2 separate regions of the Mus musculus genome follow, and region 2 is linked to region 1. A link is a contact called in public Hi-C data. All regions are on one chromosome and are shown on one strand. Each heading gives the region's core, a stretch centred on a gene start, on an enhancer-like site or on the middle of the called end of the contact. The rest is flanking DNA. Distances are from core to core; before and after follow the strand shown. Region 1 holds the start of Serpind1 (serine (or cysteine) peptidase inhibitor, clade D, member 1). Region 2 holds the start of Txnrd2 (thioredoxin reductase 2).

Region 1 (4,699 bases), core at 892-3,391:
TCCAATAAAAAATATCCAATATAAAACAAAAACAAACAAAAAAATTTCAATTCAACCCAATTCTAGCCAAGAAGTCAGTTACATACTTTTGAGTGGGACGGGTGTCCTTTTCTGTGCCTCCCTACCCTCGGTGATGGCAGTGTTTGGTGAGGTGGAGTGGTCTTGCTGGAGGAGTGATGATACTGGAGGCAGGCTTTGAGAGTTTAAAAAACTGCCATTTTGAGTTTGGTCTGTTTTCTGTTTGTAGTTCAAGATGTGAATTCTCAACAACTCCAGCCACAGCTGTTGCTTCCTGCCATGAGTAGATCTTATCCCTACTGTACTGTAAATTCAGATAAATTCCTCTTTCTATTGTTTTGGCCATGATGTTTATCACAGCAATAGAAAGAAGCACAAAATGGAGCTGTGCCTCCTGCCTCCTCCCTGGTTTTCTCTGTGAACGTGTACACACAGGTTCAGTAACTGAGAATGGGTAACATTTCTGGGCATTTACTGTGTGTTGGTCACTATTCTGAGTTCAGTTTTACAGCTCCCTTACATAACAAGCATATTTTAAAAATTATTTTTTAAATTCTATTTTTAAAATTATGTGCATGTGTGAGCATTTCTGCATTTGAGTGCAGGTGCTCTTGAAGGCCAGAGGTAGCAGAGCCCCTCAAGTTGGAATTTCAAGCAGTCATGAGTCACTTGATATGGTACTGGGAATTGAGCCTGAGTACTCTGCCAGAGCAGTAGTTTGAGTCATCTGTGGTGTCTGAATAAGAGGCTCATATGTGTGAAAACTTGGTCCCTAGCTGTGGAACTGTTTGTCAAGGACTAGGAGGTGTGTATTTTGGGTGGTGTTTGACATTTCAAAAGACTTGGCCCACTCCCAGTGTGCCCTTGCCTCCTGCTTGTAGTTCATGTGAACTCTTGAAGTTCCTGTGGTCATGCCTTCACTCTACCATCACAGACTCTAACCCTCTGCAAACTTAAGTCCTATTAACCCTTTCTCCTGTAACATACCACAGCAAAAGTACCTAACATACCACATCCAGCATTTTTTCTTTACAGGAGAGAATGCTAACTATAGTTTCAGTCAAGGTGCTCAATATGGTTTCCTAAGACAGAAAAGTGACATCCAAGTGACACCCACATACTGCTCTGCAAGGAAGATGCACCAAAGAGAAACAGCATTTAAGTACCAAGGGCTCAGAGCCTGCTAGGGCTGAAGCTGCAAAGCAGTCCCTAATAGACTGGAGAGTCTCTCTGAGCAACTCGATGCTGCTCCTGGTAGAGATGTATGTGGAGTTAACACACACACACACACACACACACACACACACACACACACACACACACACACACATTCTCTCCCTCCCTCTCTCTCACTTATACACACATACATGCACACACACTCTCTCATACAAACACACACACACTCTCTCACACACACATTCTCTTTCAGACACACACACGCACAAAGACACATATATACACTCTCACACAGATACAACTTAGTACAATATAATCCAAAGATATATTAATTTGGTAACTATATGCTGAGGAATGACAGTAAAAACAACATTTTAAAAGTTTTTGAGGGCAAGACATAGTGGTACATGCCTTCAATTTCAACACTCAGGAGGCAGAGACAGGCAGATCTCTTGTGAGTTCAAAGCCAGTCTGGTCTACATAGTGACAGCCAGGGCTACACTGAGAAACCCGTCTTGAAAACAAACAAACAAACAAACAACTCCAAAGGTCTACACCAATTTATGCATTTCCTAAGTCACCAACCTTAACTTTCCCCTTCCCCTTTCAGTGAGGAAAAAGCTTCCCGTGAACTTAAGGTAACTCCATCTATTGTGTAGCAGCCTTCACACAGACGGAGACCCAGCAGGGGAAGACATGGCTCCCAGGACACTGAACAGTGCCTCAGGTATGCATAACTTCAGCGAGATGTGCTGAACAAGATGGTGCAGACGTGCTGACACAGATAGGAACACTCAACAGCCACACAGCAGCCACACAGAACTGTAGTTTGGAAGTAGCTTGTCCCTAAGTGATCAAAGTGAGCTGAAAGGGTTCTGCTGACAAAGCTACTTGAGTGGTGTTTGAGTTAGGACATATTTGCTTTGGAAAACACACAACAGCCCAGCACCAAAGTTCACATTGAAACCTGCTGCTGACCTTCTCTGGTCTCATCTCTGCCACACCACTGCTCAGAGGTACAGAGGTAAGTTTGGTTTCTAACATTTTTTGCCAATTATAAATTTTTATTTTTAATGCTTAGAGCTAAACAATTGGTTCCTTTATTGAGAAAAGAATATGTTATTTTTAAAATTTAGTTTAATATTCTTTAAAATTTAGTTTAATGTTTAGTTTAATATTAATATTGGTACAACTGACAAAAATGGAATTTGAATTTTAAGAGACAAGATTATTATACCTTTGATACTTTATACTGGAAACTGGGCATGGCAGCACAAGATTGAAATTCCAGCACTTGTAGCCCCTGGGTATCTATCACCCTAGGGCACAAAATCAATTTCTTTTCAAATTAGATAATTGTCTAGTGATTAAGAATGAGAATATTCTTGTTCTAGAGGAAGTTTCCACCTAAGCATTACTATTAAAGGTTAGAGGAATGTAAGAGATCTAACCTCAAAATGCCCAGAAAACGTGTACATATGTTGATACATATACATGTACCCCCCCATGTGCACCACATCACATCATACACACACACCACACATACACACGCACATACACCATACCACACGACACACACACCAACACACCCCACACATATACCACACCATACCACACCACACCACACACATATCATACCACACCACATACCATACCACACACACACACCACACCACACCACACACATACACACACCACACACACACATACCACACCGTGACACACACACACCACATCACACCACACACGCACACAACAGTAAAGGGAACACAGTGGCTGCTCTGCTACTCTATTCTTTCAATTCTTCTGTAAGTTTGAAGTTATTTTAACATAAAAAGGTTTCCCTTCTTGCTTGTTCTGTTTGGATCTGGAGAGATCACAGTAGGAAATGGTGTTCTTTATGACACATATACAAAAAGGCCAACTCCAATCCATGCAACTCTCAAGAATACACTATATGATGTTCCCATGAAAACAAAATTTTGATGAATATCTTAAAATTATAGCACTTTAATTCAAAGACAGCAATTTGAACGCATACACAACTTACAGGTATTTTTAAATGCCTTAATTTTTTTTTAATGAAACTGATGAGCAATATAGAAAGATTTATCTGTCAGATCGTTAATTTTCAATGCATAAAATAACTACATTTTTTCCTTTCTCTAAGAAGAGAATAATGAAAATTATGGCTTATGGCTTTTGGACATACCTTCAGGAACAGGGTATATGATGCTTACCCTTCAGAACCAACCCAACCCAACCCAACCTAACCAAACCAGAATGTGTTCTGAGTTCCAGGATAAGATGAAGAACATCTTTTCTATTTGGGCTCAGACTAGTCTCCTTGAACCTACATTAATTCAAGTTGGCTTTTCTTTTGTTCTTTAACATTATTGTAACTACTGTTTTAGCCAAGGAAATTTTTAACTGTAATCATAAAAAGGCTTCCATTAAGTTTTTTTATTTGTGCATATGCACTTGTCTGTTCAAGTATGCACCACATTGTGCAGACTGCCAGAAGGGTACAAAACTCCTTGCAGCTGGAGTTACAGATGGCTGAGCCACCCACCTGGAGGGCTGGGACCTGAACTCTCGTACTAACTGCTGAGCCCCCTCTCTAGCCCACTTAATTTCAATGATACCCATGCCTGATTTTATCTTGAAACTAGTTCTATTTACATTAGATACTGTTTCCAGTAATTGTTCCACATGTGTAGATTATGTAGCCATGAGTCTCAGCAAAGTGCTGAGATGGATCGGGCTTATTCACAGTCAGAAAGCATGTGGCTCTTTTTCCAAAATAAGCACTTCAGAAGCCCCCAGCCAGCTGTAGATGTACCTCAGCTGGGAGAGCATACTCCTAGCACTGACAGCCCTGACTCATTGCAGCACTGTACAGTATAGGTATGGTGATATCGGTCTACAAATAAGGAGGTATAATCAAAAGGTCAGAAACGTAAGGTCAGCCTTGGTACACAAGATTTTCAGCTAGCCTGAGATGCACAGTGTCTTTTTAAAAAGTCCCTAAGTTATGATTAAAACAATCCTGTGGCCAGGAGGTGGTGGTACACACCTTTAATCCCAGCACTTGGGAGGTAGAGGAAGGCGGATTTCTGAGTTCAAGGCCAACCTGGTCTACAGAGTGAGTTCCAGGACAGCCAGGGCTACACAGAGAAACCCTGTCTCGAAAAACCAAAAACCAAAAACCAAAAACAAAAAAACAAAAAAAACAAAAAAAAATCAAAACAAGGGCGGGTGAGATGGCTCAGTGGGTAAGAGCACTGACTGCTCTTCCGAAGGTCCCAAGTTCAAATCCCAGCAACCACCTGTAATGAGATCTGATGCCCTCTTCTGGTGCATCTGAAGACATCTACTGTGTATAATAATAAATAAATCTTTGGGCCTGAGCGAGCAGGGTTGACCAGAGTTAGCAGAGGTCGTAAAAATTCAATTCCCAACAACCACATGGAGGCTCACAACCATCTGTACAGCTATGGTATAC
Region 2 (4,320 bases), core at 411-2,910, 1.1 Mb after region 1:
GATCTGGGAAAGCTTGAGGGAGAATCTGACAGAAATGTCAGATTTCAACACACCAAATACTCTGGGGACAGCTTTCTGCCTCGGTTACAAGGGCCACGAGGGAAAGTCCTCTACTGGGTGCACACACTGCTCCAGGAAATGATCACGCCTGAAACCGTGTGCTCACACACTTCTGCCTCCTACACTCAGAGGACAACTTGGTAAAGCCTCCAGGCTGCTCCTCATCAACCATCTAAAGACACTCGCACCTGGCATCTAGAAATGTGCAAAGACTGATTTGTTGCCGGTCGGTGGTGGCTCACACCTTTGATCCCAGCACTTGGGAGGCAGGCAGATTTCTGAGTTCAAGGTCAGCCCGGTCTACAAAGTGAGTTCTAAGAAGCCAGGGCTACACAGAGAAACCCTGTCCCGAAAAACCAAAAAAAAAAAAAAAAAAAAAAAAAAAAAGACTGATTTGTGGCTAACACCAACTTTTCTATTGTCTTCTTAAGAATGACCCTCACATGGAACAGAAAATGGACTTCTGTTCAATAGGAAGGACGTCTCCCTTCCTGGAAAAGGATCCTCTACTGGGTGCACACACTGGAGGCTTAGCCACATTTAGCCAAGCTCCTTTTAAAAATATAAACTTTAGCTTCATCTCTGACAGCTCACGGGTGCATCCCTAGAGCAACTTTAGACCCCAAAGTGTCTGCAGCTCTGTAGCTTCTGTGGGATCATGGGAATTAGCCCAGCAGCAAAGCCACGAAGAGCCTGTATAAAGCACCCTTCCCTTCTCTTCCCTTCCCTTCATGGATTCTGTGCTCCTTTGTTCCCCAGAAGACACCCACTTGTCACCTCTGCTCAAATGGAGATGACTCAGCCGGTCCCCTACAGCTCCTAGGTAAAATCTGTCCCAATTATTAGGGCGATGCTGTTTCTCTGTGACAAGATGTCCTCTAGGGCCCTACCCCACCACAAGCTCCCACAAGTCGTGGCAGCTCCCACTGTTCTCCCAAGGCTTGGAGGGCCAGCAAGGACCCCAAAAGTCCCTGGCTGGAAGACTTTCTCTTTTTAGCACACACCCAAAGCCTGCCGTAGTGCTCCTGCCCTAGTGCTCCTGAGCTCCAAGGGGTCCCTTTGGGAGTGGGGGGGTGGGGGTGGGTAGCACTTCTTTTGCAAGGAGTGACCCGGGGGCACCCTAAGGCCTCTCTCAAGAACCCCTGTTCAACAGCTTCCAACTCTACTGACCATCCCTGAGCCCTGTAACTTTGACCCTAAGGTTTGCATCCCAATCCAACAACTAAGTAAGTCGGACCCTCTTATAATGGGCCAGGCCCTGGATGTGCTACATTCTATCCAGGTTAAGCCCAACTCCACAGCCCCACCGAAGGACATATCTTCCACCACAGCACTGATACTCAAGTTCGGTCACCTGCCTCCCTTCAGCGACCCCCCAGCCAAGATCAGACCCCCTTCACATGTGTCCCCATTCCCCAGCGCCGGCTTGCGCTCTCCTAGGTCAGAACCAGTTCCCACGTACGGGCCCTTCACCCTAGTCCCAGTTCGGTGCATGCAGATTCTGATCCCGAGTCCGAGCTCCGGGCGGGCACCACTCACCTCGTCAAGGCCGCGCACAGGTCTGACCCCGAGGCGCGGACGCTCAGGCAGTGCGAAGGGCAGCCCTGACCGCCTGAGGTCCCCGGACCATGGCGGCGATGGTGGCGGCGATGGTGGCGGCGCTGCGTGGACCCAGCAGGCGCTTCCGGCCGCGGACACGGGCTCTGACACGCGGGACAAGGGGCGCGGCGAGTGCAGCGGGAGGTAGGGTGGGGTCGTGGGCGGTGCACGCGGAGAGGGTGCCTGTGCGAGTGTCCACAGGGGGTCGCGGTGGCGGGGCTGTCCTGGAACGTGTCCGCGTGGGCGTGCCCACACAGGCCAGGGTTCTGATTAGGAGGGGACCTGCTTCTAGCAGGGCTGCTTTTTCCCCAGGTGTCTAAAACGTTGGCGGTGCCTTGCCTGAGGCCCTCCTGTGGTGGCAGCAAGCCCAGTCTTCTGGGATTTGTGTCCCCAATATTAATCGTAGCCCTGATGTCAGGGCTGTGATGGGATGATGTCAAGGGCTCTGATGGTCACAGGTACCCCATTGGCACACAACTTCCTAGGTGCAGCAACTCTTTTTATTGTTCTAGTTTTTTCTTTTTGTTTTTGTCCGTAATCCCACCCCCATGTAGCCAAGCTGGCCACAGACTGCTTAGGTAGTTGCCACCGACCGTGGCCTTCTGGGGTTACAGTCATGAACTACCTTGGTTTGTTGTTTTGGGCTTGATTTTGATTTTTTGAGTGATGGTCAGTTGGCAGTGCAGCTAGAGTTAGCCTTGAGGTGTTGGCCCTTCCTTCCTCAGCTTCCAAATGCACCTTCATGACCTGCCTAGTGTTTGGGGAGTGAGAAGACACTAGAAAGTTTGTGGAACCAAGCCCCAGTGCTTGTCAGGGCTCTTGAGAAGGGGAAGAAACAACTTGTTTGCACCAGGAAGCGTTATTGCTGAAATCAGGATAGTAATTAATTTCAAAGGGGGAAACTGGGTACCTCTCAACATGGGTCCACTACCCCCAATAGGCCAAGTTCCCCCAGAGTTTCCCAGTGGTATGATCAGTTTCATGAGTGGTCTCCATTATGTCTTTTCATGGTGACCACCCTTAATACTGCCCCCTGAATGTGAGTGACAGAACTCAATTCTGTCCACAGGGAGCGAGCATAGAGGGAGAGGAGCAAGGGCAGGCCAGGGTTCTTCACAGAGGCAGTGCTATGAAAGGTACAATGGCTGGCCCTTGGTCTACAGGGCCAAGGCAGGTAGACCGACTGCAAGTGGAAGTTGGCAGAGGCCTTGTGGCTCAGTGGCAGAAGCTAACCTGGGAGAGTACCAGGAAGCAGTCACTACATGTGAGGTGGGAACCTAGGGGACAGACCTCAGGGATTGACGGGTGCTCTTTCAGTAGCTTTGCTAACTCCCAGGTCTCTGGCTCTTCAGGGTCTCCTAGTGCTGTATATTAGGTGGAGGTAGTTTTAGTGATTTATGTGGAGGTTAAAAAAAAAAAAACAATCGGGGGGTTCGGAATAAAAAAAAAAAAAACCCAAGTCAGTCAAAGTACCTGTGCCATTGGTACCGTCACTCTGTGTCATTGGTACCGTCACCCTACATAATAACAGTAAAATGTCTGTAAAGGAGGGACAAGAGCGACTCCGCACTCACTGCTCTTCCAGAGGCTCCAAGTTCAGTTCCCAGCACCCACATGATGACTCCATTCCGAGGGGGACCCCGTGCCCTCATCTGCCCTCTGGCACTGCCCTCTGGCACAGCCCTCTGGCACTGCCCTCTGGCACTGTGTGCCCACAGTGCAGACATAAGTGCAAATGAACACTCAGGCACATAAAATAAATAAAAGCCAAAGAGTATGTTGAAATCTGTAGACAGGAGCTTCACTGAGCTCACAAGTCTAGGGCCCTTCAAGCTGCTAGGAAGCCCTTGTGGCTTTGGGATTTGTTTCCCACTGGGCAGAGTCCTCCACTACTGACTGGAGGACTCGTGTCTCACACCCCAAGGGTTCAGGACTTTGCTTTGGTGAGGATGTTGTGAGGTCTAGGGAAGATGCCACCCGCCATATGACTCCAGAGTTCACTTGTGAGTCCAGGTCAGCTCTGCCGTCTGTCCTTTTGAAGCAGGAATACCCATGTTTTCCAGCTGAGGGGTGGGAGAGGGTGTTGTATCATCCAAACTGGAGCTAGGATAAGAAGGCTGTTGGCCTCTCTGGCAGGCAGGTACACATTAGGAGACCATCTTCCTTTATCAGAGCAGCCAGGCCCTTTATTTAGACCTTGTCATGTCGATTAGATTCCTACTGCCCTGTTCCAGACGATAGAAAGAAACTGAAACAGGAGCACGGTGAGTCCTGAGGCAGAGTTGAAACAGAGACATGTTCTGGAGATGAGCTGTGGGCAGAAGGACAGGCCTAAGCACAGTGAGTGAAGGCTGGGATGTGAGGGCCCCAGTAGGCTTCTCGCATCCTTCTTCATACTGACCCTTGAAACTCTCACTGTGGCCGCCTTCTAAGTTTTTATCAGAGAGGAGGCTCCTGGGTGTGCACTGTGGGAAAGCAAGTGGCCTGCGATAAGCCAGCCCTGCCAGTCATTTGGTAGCAAACAGACAGAGGGTACAGTATAGGGCCTCAGAGCAGGATGACCCAATAGGAGCCCCACTCGGGCAACAGACAGGACAGGCATCAGCAATGGAAGGTAGGATCCTTCTTCAGGGTAAAGACAGGATCTCCCACCTCTGGCAT

Evidence for each region. Hi-C and Micro-C count contacts between places; a contact is called where the count stands out from the background.
Region 2: a Hi-C map of liver shows a contact between it and region 1, with 3 times the contacts expected there. The contact joins the promoter of Txnrd2 here to the promoter of Serpind1 in region 1. A contact is called at or near these places in 1 of 39 promoter capture datasets (liver) and 1 of 484 Hi-C or Micro-C datasets (liver).

The regions. Positions count from the first base shown.
Region 1 is chr16:17,329,230-17,333,928 of GRCm38.p6, forward strand. Serpind1 (serine (or cysteine) peptidase inhibitor, clade D, member 1) reads left to right here and starts at 2,142. Exons shown (of 5, transcript NM_008223.4): 1 at 2,142-2,218. The region is part of intron 19 of Pi4ka (phosphatidylinositol 4-kinase alpha); the gene reads right to left.
Region 2 is chr16:18,424,757-18,429,076 of GRCm38.p6, forward strand. Txnrd2 (thioredoxin reductase 2) reads left to right here and starts at 1,661. Exons shown (of 18, transcript NM_013711.3): 1 at 1,661-1,803. The coding sequence starts at 1,689. Comt (catechol-O-methyltransferase) reads right to left here and starts at 1,960. Exons shown (of 6, transcript NM_001111062.1): 1 at 1,600-1,960.